Linked DNA regions of Pan troglodytes: region 1 is linked to region 2. Evidence: chromatin contacts called from public HiChIP or PLAC-seq data. All regions are on one chromosome and are shown on one strand. Each heading gives the region's core, a stretch centred on a gene start, on an enhancer-like site or on the middle of the called end of the contact. The rest is flanking DNA. Distances are from core to core; before and after follow the strand shown.

Region 1 (4,767 bases), core at 2,033-4,532, 470 kb after region 2:
AATGTAGAACTTAAAATATTTCTTCTAATTCTGGCTATGCTAACTTAACCTTGGAAATATTAATGGTTTCTTCAATGTATTTCTGAAAAAGTCAACATTTTGATTACTGAGTTATTAAATTGCCAGGGCTTTGGCAATTTCAAAATATCTCTGTCTCTGTCTCTTTCTCCATCTCTTTCTCTCTCTCTCCTTGTTTCAGTTTGCTACTCAAAATAAATATTCAAAGATTACTTATTACAATTATCCAATTGAATTATATAATTTTATTTCTGAAAGTAAAATGCTAGGTGGAAATTTTATATATACCTTACCTAAAATTATTTTTTGTACATCTATAAAATGAATTTTTAACATGCATGTGGTAAAAATTCATTTTCTTTATATGTACATGTTTATGAAGAAATCTAGACAAATATATACCATATAGGTCTTGGTAGTCTTTGGGCAGTTAGAATTCTTTCTTATCCATTTAAATTTTCTTTCTTATCCATTTAAAATGGTTTCATGTAATGAGCAGATATTGATGTTGTAACTGAAAAAAAAGTATTAAACTAAAATGAGTCTTTCATGGATGGAATTTGGCATGGTGAAAATAGTGGTGATAAAACAGATTGCTATGCTGAAAGTCTCATGAAATTCTTTTTCATTACATGCTAACTCATAAAACTCATAAAATTTGAGTGAAAACCAAAAGAACTCTACTCTGATGAAGGCAGGACTGCTAGCTGTGCCATAATAGGTTATCTTTCACATCCATCAAAAATCTATTGATCATTTAATAACTGCTCCTTGATTAGGGTGGTTCTTCCAGCAAGAATCCAACTCTGTTTGTTTTCCCTTTTTCCTAATTCTGAGGCATGAAACTTTATAGGAGATTTTGATTCCATGCCCAATCGTACATCTCACCTTACAGCCTCTTTATTGGTAATGACCTTGCTTTCATCATGCTTCGCCATGCCAGTCAGCCCATTCTCATCCTAAAGTGCCCAAAGAAACATAAACTCCTAACAAGTCTTCTGTTTCTCTGTTCTCCTTTCTTCCATTCATTTCACACACGCCCACCCAATTTATCCTTTTAAAATGTTACTTTAAATATATGACTCATATGCTGAAATATCTTTAGGGAGTCTCTCTGACATGAGGAAAAAACCCACACCCTTTAGCCTAGAATTCAAAGCTCTTGGACAGCTTTGTCTGCTCCAAGTCCCCTAATACAGCCTCTGCTAAACCGGAATAGCCCACTTATTAAATGGCCTTGAACTTCAACACTGTCAAGTGTTGGCTCTTCCTGTTTCTTCTGCCTGGAATGACTTAGCTTGCGGTTTCTACCAGTCTGACGCCTATAGGGCCAAGTTTAGATTCCACACTTCATATGCTCTTGGCCCACTCAACCCCTAAGATAATTCCCCCTTTGCTAAAATCCTGCCCTACCTTCTCATTTGGGCTGTGCTTTATGCTGCTTGACTTTTTTGGTGCACATGGATGCTTCCTCCCAGCTAAATGGTAACTGCCTTAAAACTGAGGGTTGTGTTTTATCTTTGGTATTTTAAAATTATCTAGAACTATGCCTCTTCAGTAATCCCTTAAGAATTGACATACAGTAAGTATTTTTTAATTAACTGAAACCTTAACCATCATGTTTTCTAAGCATTTTGGAAAACATGCAAAAGTATAGCACTCTCATTTTTATTTTTAGTAAGTGTTTAAAGATAAGTAAGTAATATTTGAGTTAACCATTATGAAAACCACAAAAGTAAGTTTACCTTTTGCTCAACTTCCTGTTTCTGAAAATGTCCTTTTCTCATTGAGTGTGTTTAGCTAGAGCATTTAAAAAGTTTGTCCAAAATACACAATCATGGCTTGGCTTTAGCAGAAATAATGTGTGTTCCTGCTTCTCTTTGTAAATAATTGAATTTGCCTCTGCAGTTCAAGAAGATCACGATTTCTTTTTGTGTGTGAAACTGACTTGCTTCTGTTTTCTCCTTATGTGCAGCAGACTATAAGGCAGAAGAAACCCTGTGCAATCAGGATATGGTGGGTAGGGAGGATAATAGAAGAGATTGACATGACTTCCATAGAAGAGTTATTTTTAAGTATAGAGAACGCCTGTCTATCCCCATGCTGAAAGAGCCTTTAGAAAATATTACCAGGATTGAAAGGCAGTGGGGGCAATTCCCATCACCTGGGATAGCCGTGCCAGTCTGCGGAGTGTTGCTGCCACCTGCTGCATGCAAACAGCCATGGAGGGGCTGTTGCCTGGGTCTTGCAGCTGCAGGACACCTGAAGTGTAAGCATTCAGTTAATATTCTGTGGCCATGCATCTGAAATTGTTATACTTTCAGAACCTGTGTGGATCCCAAAGAAAAATTAATCAAATCTGATGGCTTCAGGACATAGAAGTTTCTAGACATAAGAATCATTAACTAAGCCCTGAACAATACCCAGAGGACAGATTTGCCGTATAGCCACTAAATGCATGGCTCAGGTAGCCCAACCCCAATGAGAGGCAAGAATTCTACTGAAAGTAAGTCTGTAGCACTGGAAAATAAACGACCAATTCCATGTTTCTGAGTTTACAGACTTTTTTGGAACAATTGTTTCGCTTTAATACAATAAAAGATAGGAGAAGTCTAAATACCCCAAAGAGGGTATTGTTCTTAGATAAGTCAGTAAATGTATATTTGAATTGGTTTCTACTTAGGTAAATTCCTCTTAATATGAAAAATGGAACGAGATCATAGAATCCCTTCTCTAGGCTTGTAATGTGTCCTGATTTAATAGGGACACCAACGTGCAAATCAGGATCTTCATAGTGCATCTCCAGGACTATTTTTGCTGCTATGCTTCATAAAACTTTGATTTACTAGAATTTCCAGGGGCAATGGGAAGAGATGAAGGTACCTAGAGCAGTTATGTCTCTTCCTGCCCTTCTATAAAGGACTTTGAGTTCCCAGGCCTTCCCTGGAAAATCACTGTCAGTACTACCTGACCCAATATCCCCAGTGACCTGAAACTCATGGGAAGTTGGGAAGGGGTGATAATAAAGGTTTGGGGAGCACTGGACTAGGCAAGCAGTAACTACATCTAAATTCTGCAAGAAATCATTAGCTGAGGAATACTGAATAAGTATGGCAATTATCATGGCAAGTATTTGCAGTGGTGGTATAGGGGGTGACCTGGACGTCCAGTAAGACAGTCGCCCTTGTTTATTTACATGAAAACCTCTCTTCTCCCATCTAAATTTAATCTCCTGACTGGCAAAAGCATTTCCTTCTGTCTTAGCATCATCCATATTCCCCACGAGTCCTTGCATAGGAGAGATTGGTGTATACATGATGACAACCTGACGAAAATTATCTCCACCTCACCTGAAAAGAATTCCCATCTCAGGATTACAATTGGCCTTTTCATTTGTCTTTGGTCTTGCTAGGTGGTACGTATATTCTAATAATAAAATTAGGGTCACAGGATATTTTAATCATTCATACGGTTGTATGAAGACACACATGTTTATTTGTAGTTATTCTTTGTCCATCAAACTTACAGTAGTCCTCAGTCTAATGCTTGTTTTCTTAATGTTGGAGGGTGATGACAGCCTATTTTATCTCAGGCTGAAAAACTAATACAATTAAATCAGAGAATCATAGCAGGGAATAGTCATCGTGTTCTACGAATAGCCAGACATTTTTACCAAGGGGTCACTTTCCTGAAACCTGTTTGCGGTTCTCTGTAAATAGAAGTAACTAGGCAGATGTAATAAGCCTAATAGCTCACTGAGGTGGGAATTCTCTGCCTTTGGATTCTGATTGTTACCGCCTTGCTTTGGCTTAGGCATAGATAAGCTCTTCTGTGGTGAACAAAAATGGCCTCCAGCCAACCTGGTGGGAGATTTCCCTATCTGACCTCCAACCTTCCCTTGTCTTCCCAGACGAGGGGTAGAAAAGTAGCCCTCACTCCTCCACTCCCAGGAAATGTGCATTTCCCTGCAAGAGGAGAGACAATAAAATTTGGTTTGATAGCTGACACTATTCCCTGTTACTTTTCAGATTTTATTAAAATTAAATGTGTTAATTCTTTGTTCTTTCACCCCAGGGCAATTCTGGAAAGAAAACATATCTTAAGATTGAACAGAAAAACTATTATGAAAAACACCAAGCTCACATTTGTTAAATGACTTTGTGCTCTTGAAAAAAAATGTATAAAAAGCACATTGCCAACTGCTCTGCGTGATATCCTTTGTTTGGATTTTAGACGCAGCTTGACTGACACAGAAATCCTGAATAAGAGACTCTTTGGATACTGAAAAGTCTCTTAAAGAAGGTGATACACAAATTTCAGAGAACAATTTCAACATTGTTCTGTCGAACGTTATACTCAGTCCTGAACCACATTACTTTCCTGTCTACGTTTCATTTCCTGGGGGCTTGCCAAGTGATAAACAGACCCAGGCGTGTGTGGTAGATTTCGGGTTTTTTAGCACGAAGTGGGTGGCTGGAGTTTGCTTGAAAACATCAATTGACTTTGTGATCATTACGGAAATGCTGGTGTAAGGTGTTCAGAAGACAATGGAGAAAAAATGGAAATACTGTGCTGTCTATTACATCATCCAGATACATTTTGTCAAGGGTAAGACTTCCAGTTGTCCCCTCTTGTCGGATGGGCCGCTTTAGGGGCAGATGGGGCCTCTGTTCATTTAAAATGCCTTGTGACTGCTGCTGAAATTGATCACCAAAGGACAAATCATTACTAAGGGTTTCAGTTATGTAT
Region 2 (4,910 bases), core at 2,027-4,526:
ATGTCAACCTTTGTTTTTTAGTTAAGAGTTAATGAACCTTGATAATTGGCAAACAATCTTTGAGCCGAAAGTAGGATGGACACCATCAGTACTCTTAACCCAAAACAATGAAACTATTGTTGGCATTAGGATTACACTGCTTTCTGTTCAGATAATTTTTTTCTGAAAAAATGCATGTATACTTTGTTATTCAATGGTGTCAGAAATATTAATAAGTTAGCTATAATTAAGTATTCCTTAAAGTTTGTTATTCAAACAATAAATGTGAACTTATCTATGAAGTTAGAAGACTAAAAATGGCATAGAACGCACTAATACTCTCGTGCTAAAGGTTTTTAAAAAATTAATAGTATTTCTGCCCTTGAAAAACATGAGTTGTATATGTAATGTAAAATCTTTTTCTGTGGCCAGTAAAAATTTCCAACAGGAAAGCTTGGGGTGAGTATGTCTAAAATTCACTCATCTGAGGAGAATGTAATTTAAGATTGGGCACTTTTATTATAGAAAGTAGAAATTTGAGTTATCTTACTTTTTAACTTAAAGAATCATCTTGAGAGATCAATGGTGTCCACTGGAAGGCAAGAACTTGGTTCTGGCAGGAAAACCACCACTGGCTGGTAGTATTTGCAGAGCACTTAACCTCTGTGCCTAGGTTGTAGCTGTCAAGTAGATAATAGTAATTGCTACCTTCCGTGGGAAGTGAGCTTGTGCTTTGACATCTTTAGTTGAAGATGCTGTATAAACACAAAATATTATTATTAGAATACAATACATATATGCACATAAAACACCAGCATGGTGCTCTTTTAATGCTTATATAACATCTATAAATAATGCTCTTCCATGCTCTCTCTTCACTTTAGGTCAGAGAAGATCATAGCAGACCACTATTCAATTTCTGTAAGTATGGAGGAAATATATTTGTTAAAGCTCCATGTCATCTTTTTGAGACGAACTTAACATGCTAATTCCTTATGGTCTCTGTAGCAATTGCCCGATGGCCCCTACCCAAGTTAAGCCTTTGGTATTTTTTGAAATGTTGGCTAAATTACTTTTCTTGGAGATGTGGAGCCATCAGGGAAAACCTGGGGGAATGAAATTGGCTAGTGATATTAAAATTTTGGTTGTTTAACATTTAACTGAGTCTCAACAACGTGTTAAAGTGCTATCTAAACAGATAATTAGCTAGTGGCTGCGCAGTGAGCTGTCTAAATTTAGCAGTGAAATTAGGTTTAGGGAATGCGAATATAGAAAAAGAAATTTTCTCAAGGGAAACGGTGGTGTCAGCACAGCTGAGGAATGTCACAATAGCTACATTTTTGTCAATTATGATCATCATCAGGGGATCTCCCGGAGCGATGCAGGACAAGGTTTATTCATAAGTGCATCTTGAGAACAGGTGATAGAAAGCCTTGGCTGCAGGAGACAAGCTTACAGGGGACGACAGAGGCAGACAGGCACAGGGAGGGAGGGAAGAGGAAAGGGCTGGAGGGAAAAAGGCACTAGACCGAGCGCTGGGAGACTGGAAGGGAGGCAGAAGTTAAGAAAGAAAAAAGAGGTGGGCAGGGTGTAGAATGGCTTGTAGCCTTGGAGGTTAGTAAAGCCTTGTAATCCAGCGGGCGGAAGGTGGGAAGACTCTATTGACTGAAAGCCGAGGACAGCGTGGTCTTGGCCGCAAGCATGCATTAGTTTAGCTGCGACAGGCTAATTTCTGGGCGGCTGATCCTTGTTCAGCTTTCCTGTTACTGGAACACATTTATGGCTATCTCGTGGAGATGACAGGACCTACATAAAATTAATAGTGTCAGGCCTGAGGACTGGTGTCCTCTGCCTTCAATTCACCCCCTACGCCGGACAGTCCAAATTGTCCACCCTCCTACTCCCCCCGCGGAACCAATGTGGCAGTGGCTCCAAGGTCAAGCTGCCGGTACTGCGCGAGGCGGGAGGATGGAGAGGGCAGGGCGGGCAGCCACCTGGGGTGAGCGAGGGTCATGGTGGACCACAGACGCTCTTCTTATACGGGCAAATGTTTAATACTTCCCGAGGTCGCTTCTCTGCCATCAAACGAAAACAGGCAAGAAAATAAAACTACACATACGAACATGCAAAGGAAACAAAACCAAAGAAAAACACCAACGCACTCGTTGGGGGAAATCCAGGGCCTCCTGTTGCCAGTCGCCCGGCGCGGAAAGTGGACAGCCCAGCGGCCAGTGAGAAGCAAAAGCAAGAAAGCAAACCTTCTGAGACCCCTCTCCTCGCCCAGCTCCGCCGACCGTTCTACCAAGCCGCCCTCCCAGAGAAAAGAGCAGGAAAAATGCCTGTGCAAACGTGCCTTGGCGAGCGGGGGATAAGTGGGCTGGGAAGAAGGGAAGGATTCGGAGAGCACAGCTGTCCCGGGGAACAGGAAGGAGGAGAAAGTCTCTCCCTCCCTTCAGTGCCCCGCGCCCCAGCGAGGAGGAAGATTACTAGTCCAGCAGGCTGCGTCCAGCTTCCTACACAGGAACCTTTAGCATGGGCAACGGAAGGGCAGCCCCCTCCTGCCTTCCCCTCCCCACCCCACCCCCTCGTCCCAGGTCCCCGCCACAGGGAGAGCGCCGCCCGGGAGAGGAGAGGGCCGAGCGTGATTGTCCCGCAGCCCTCGCCTCAGTCGGCGCCGGGGCCTCCGTGGACCCGCGAGGGGTGGAGTGGGCGATACCATTGGAAAGGCAGGAAAGGGGGGAAACCAGGCAGGAACGAGGGGCGGGGCCGACTAACCTATTCCAGATTTTCCTGTCCCTTTTAAATCTCTGCTGTGGGAGAAACCCCGTTATCAAAGTGGATGAAAAGAATATTTTTTTTTTGAAAGGGGAGGAGCATGTGTAGGAGGGCGGGGTGGGAGGAGACAGGGCTTGCGCCCGGGGATCAGACGGGAGCTGGAGTTGCGCGGGGAGGGCGGGCGAGTCGGGCGCCCGCTCTGAGGGTCGGTTTCTTTTCCCCCTCTTGCGTGGGGCGGGGTGGTGCGTTCCGAGTTCCCAGGAGTTCGAGGCGGGCGGGTGCCGGGGGGAGGGGAGTGGCGGCGGCGGGCGGCTCCCGCTTCAGCCTCGGCAGTGGCGTCGGCGACGGCGGTGTCGAGGCAGCCGCCAGCGCTCGGCCGAGTGTCAGCCGGCAGCGACGGCGCTAGAGCTGGGAGCTGGGGACGCGCGCTGGACCTTCCACAGCCTCCGCCCAGAGCCTGAGGCGCCGGGGCCAGGGGAGCCGGGGGGCGGGCGGGCGAGCGGGCCGGGGGGAGGGTGGGGGATGGCGCGGACCCTGCGGCCGTCCCCGCTGTGTCCTGGAGGCGGCAAAGCACAACTTTCCTCCGCTTCTCTCCTCGGAGCCGGGCTCCTGCTGCAGCCCCCGACGCCGCCTCCGCTGCTGCTGCTGCTTTTCCCGCTGCTGCTCTTCTCCAGGCTCTGTGGTAGGTGAACCTCGGCGGCCGGCGTGGGCTGAGGGAGCCGCCACTGAGGGTGCGGGCGCCGCGGCCGGCTCTGCCAGCCGTTCTCTGGGGCAGCGAGGCGGTTGGCTGTGCGAGCGAGTGCCGAAGACTTTGGCTGGAAACTTTTCGCCGCGCCCGGGGCGAGGCCCTGGAAGGGCCGGGCCAGCGAATGCTGAGCCGGCGGCCCGCTCCCCTCCCCCGCGGCCGCGCGGGTCGCCGTGCGGATGGCCGAGGGTTGGCGATGGTGCTTCGTGCGCCGAACTCCGGGTTTGCTCCGGGGACCGTTACTTCCTCGCTCATTCCCTGGGAACCGTCGTAGGTTAAGGTGCCGGGATGCACGTTTGCCGCTTTTTTTCCTGGTGAAACTTGAGCTGTGAGCCCAGAAACCCTAGGGACCGGAGCCCGATGGAATGAAGCCTCCGGGTCCACTTCTCATGGCCTTCCACCCTGGAGAAGGCACCATTTTAGCCCACCCAGCCGCAGAATCCCCTACAGCTAGTTTTCTTCTGTCTTGTGCCCACTCCCCCGGCTCTGCCCTGACAGCTTCTGGAGCTCTCGAGATTGACCCTCGTCCCTGCCTTCCAGCTTGTGGGACGTCTCTCACACTGCCCGTGCTTATTTTACCAAACCGCAGGAACAAGATTTACGTGTTAAATACCTGATTTCATGGACTGTGTGCCCCGGCTGTTCTAACCAAAACAGTCACGCGCCTGTTTCCCATCTCTTGACCCTCGTGTTATGTTACTGTTTTCCTGTCATATTTGGGAGTTAGTCTCTGAGTTTTCTTCCCAGGTATGCCAGACTAGAAGCCTGCTTATTAAGGACTGTGCTAAAAAAAAAAAAAAAAAAAAAAAAGTCTGCCTCATGCAAGAGAAATGGACTTAAGTGGTAATTAATGGGAGGCAGTGATTTGGGAAAATAAGGACACCAGTCTTTGGTGGGAGGAGGAGTATCACAACACTGCGAGTAGTTATTTATTTGAGGGCTCTTGGTAAGAAAAGTAGAGGGGCAGAACTTAAGCTTGGTCAAAGATTGGTTTTCAGTATTTCATAAAACCGTAAACTGAAGTTTTACTAGTATTTATTAAAAGGAGAGATGTGTGCACATTTCTTGAATAGTGTGATTTAGAAGGAGGAGAATCCTGTTACACGGTAGGTGAGTCAGGGTAGTTGGTTATGAGGGAAGCAAAGTTTGCATGATGGGATTGAGTGTCTCTTCTGGGCTGAGAATTTCCACTAACAGTTTACCACCACGTTTCCAGCACTGTAATGAAATCTGATTTACACAGAGTATAGTATGATAAATGGAATGTTATTAATTGTACGCTGTTTCTGTATGCCGACTCCCCAGATACTTGGTTCCAAGAGAAAGTTCTTAATGCTATACCTTTTTAAATTGATGCCAGAGTCTAGATTGAATTTGTATGCTGTTCTATTCCATGAAGGAGAATTGGGGA

What was found. HiChIP or PLAC-seq counts read pairs in DNA pulled down with a chosen protein or histone mark.
Region 1: a contact with region 2 is called in an H3K4me3 HiChIP or PLAC-seq map of stem cell-derived excitatory neurons, with 9 times the contacts expected there. The contact joins the promoter of CD96 here to the promoter of NECTIN3 in region 2. A contact is called at or near these places in 2 of 7 Hi-C or Micro-C datasets (blood and stem cell-derived neural progenitor cells) and 1 of 1 datasets of contacts at active chromatin or transcription factors (stem cell-derived excitatory neurons).

The regions. Positions count from the first base shown.
Region 1 is chr2:114,880,324-114,885,090 of NHGRI_mPanTro3-v2.0_pri, forward strand. It overlaps CD96 (CD96 molecule), which reads left to right and starts at 3,283. Exons shown (of 16, transcript XM_063806963.1): 1 at 3,283-3,433; 2 at 4,093-4,626. The coding sequence starts at 4,566.
Region 2 is chr2:114,411,886-114,416,795 of NHGRI_mPanTro3-v2.0_pri, forward strand. NECTIN3 (nectin cell adhesion molecule 3) reads left to right here and starts at 3,277. Exons shown (of 11, transcript XR_001713521.4): 1 at 3,277-3,436. It also overlaps a transcript of LOC460575 not described here.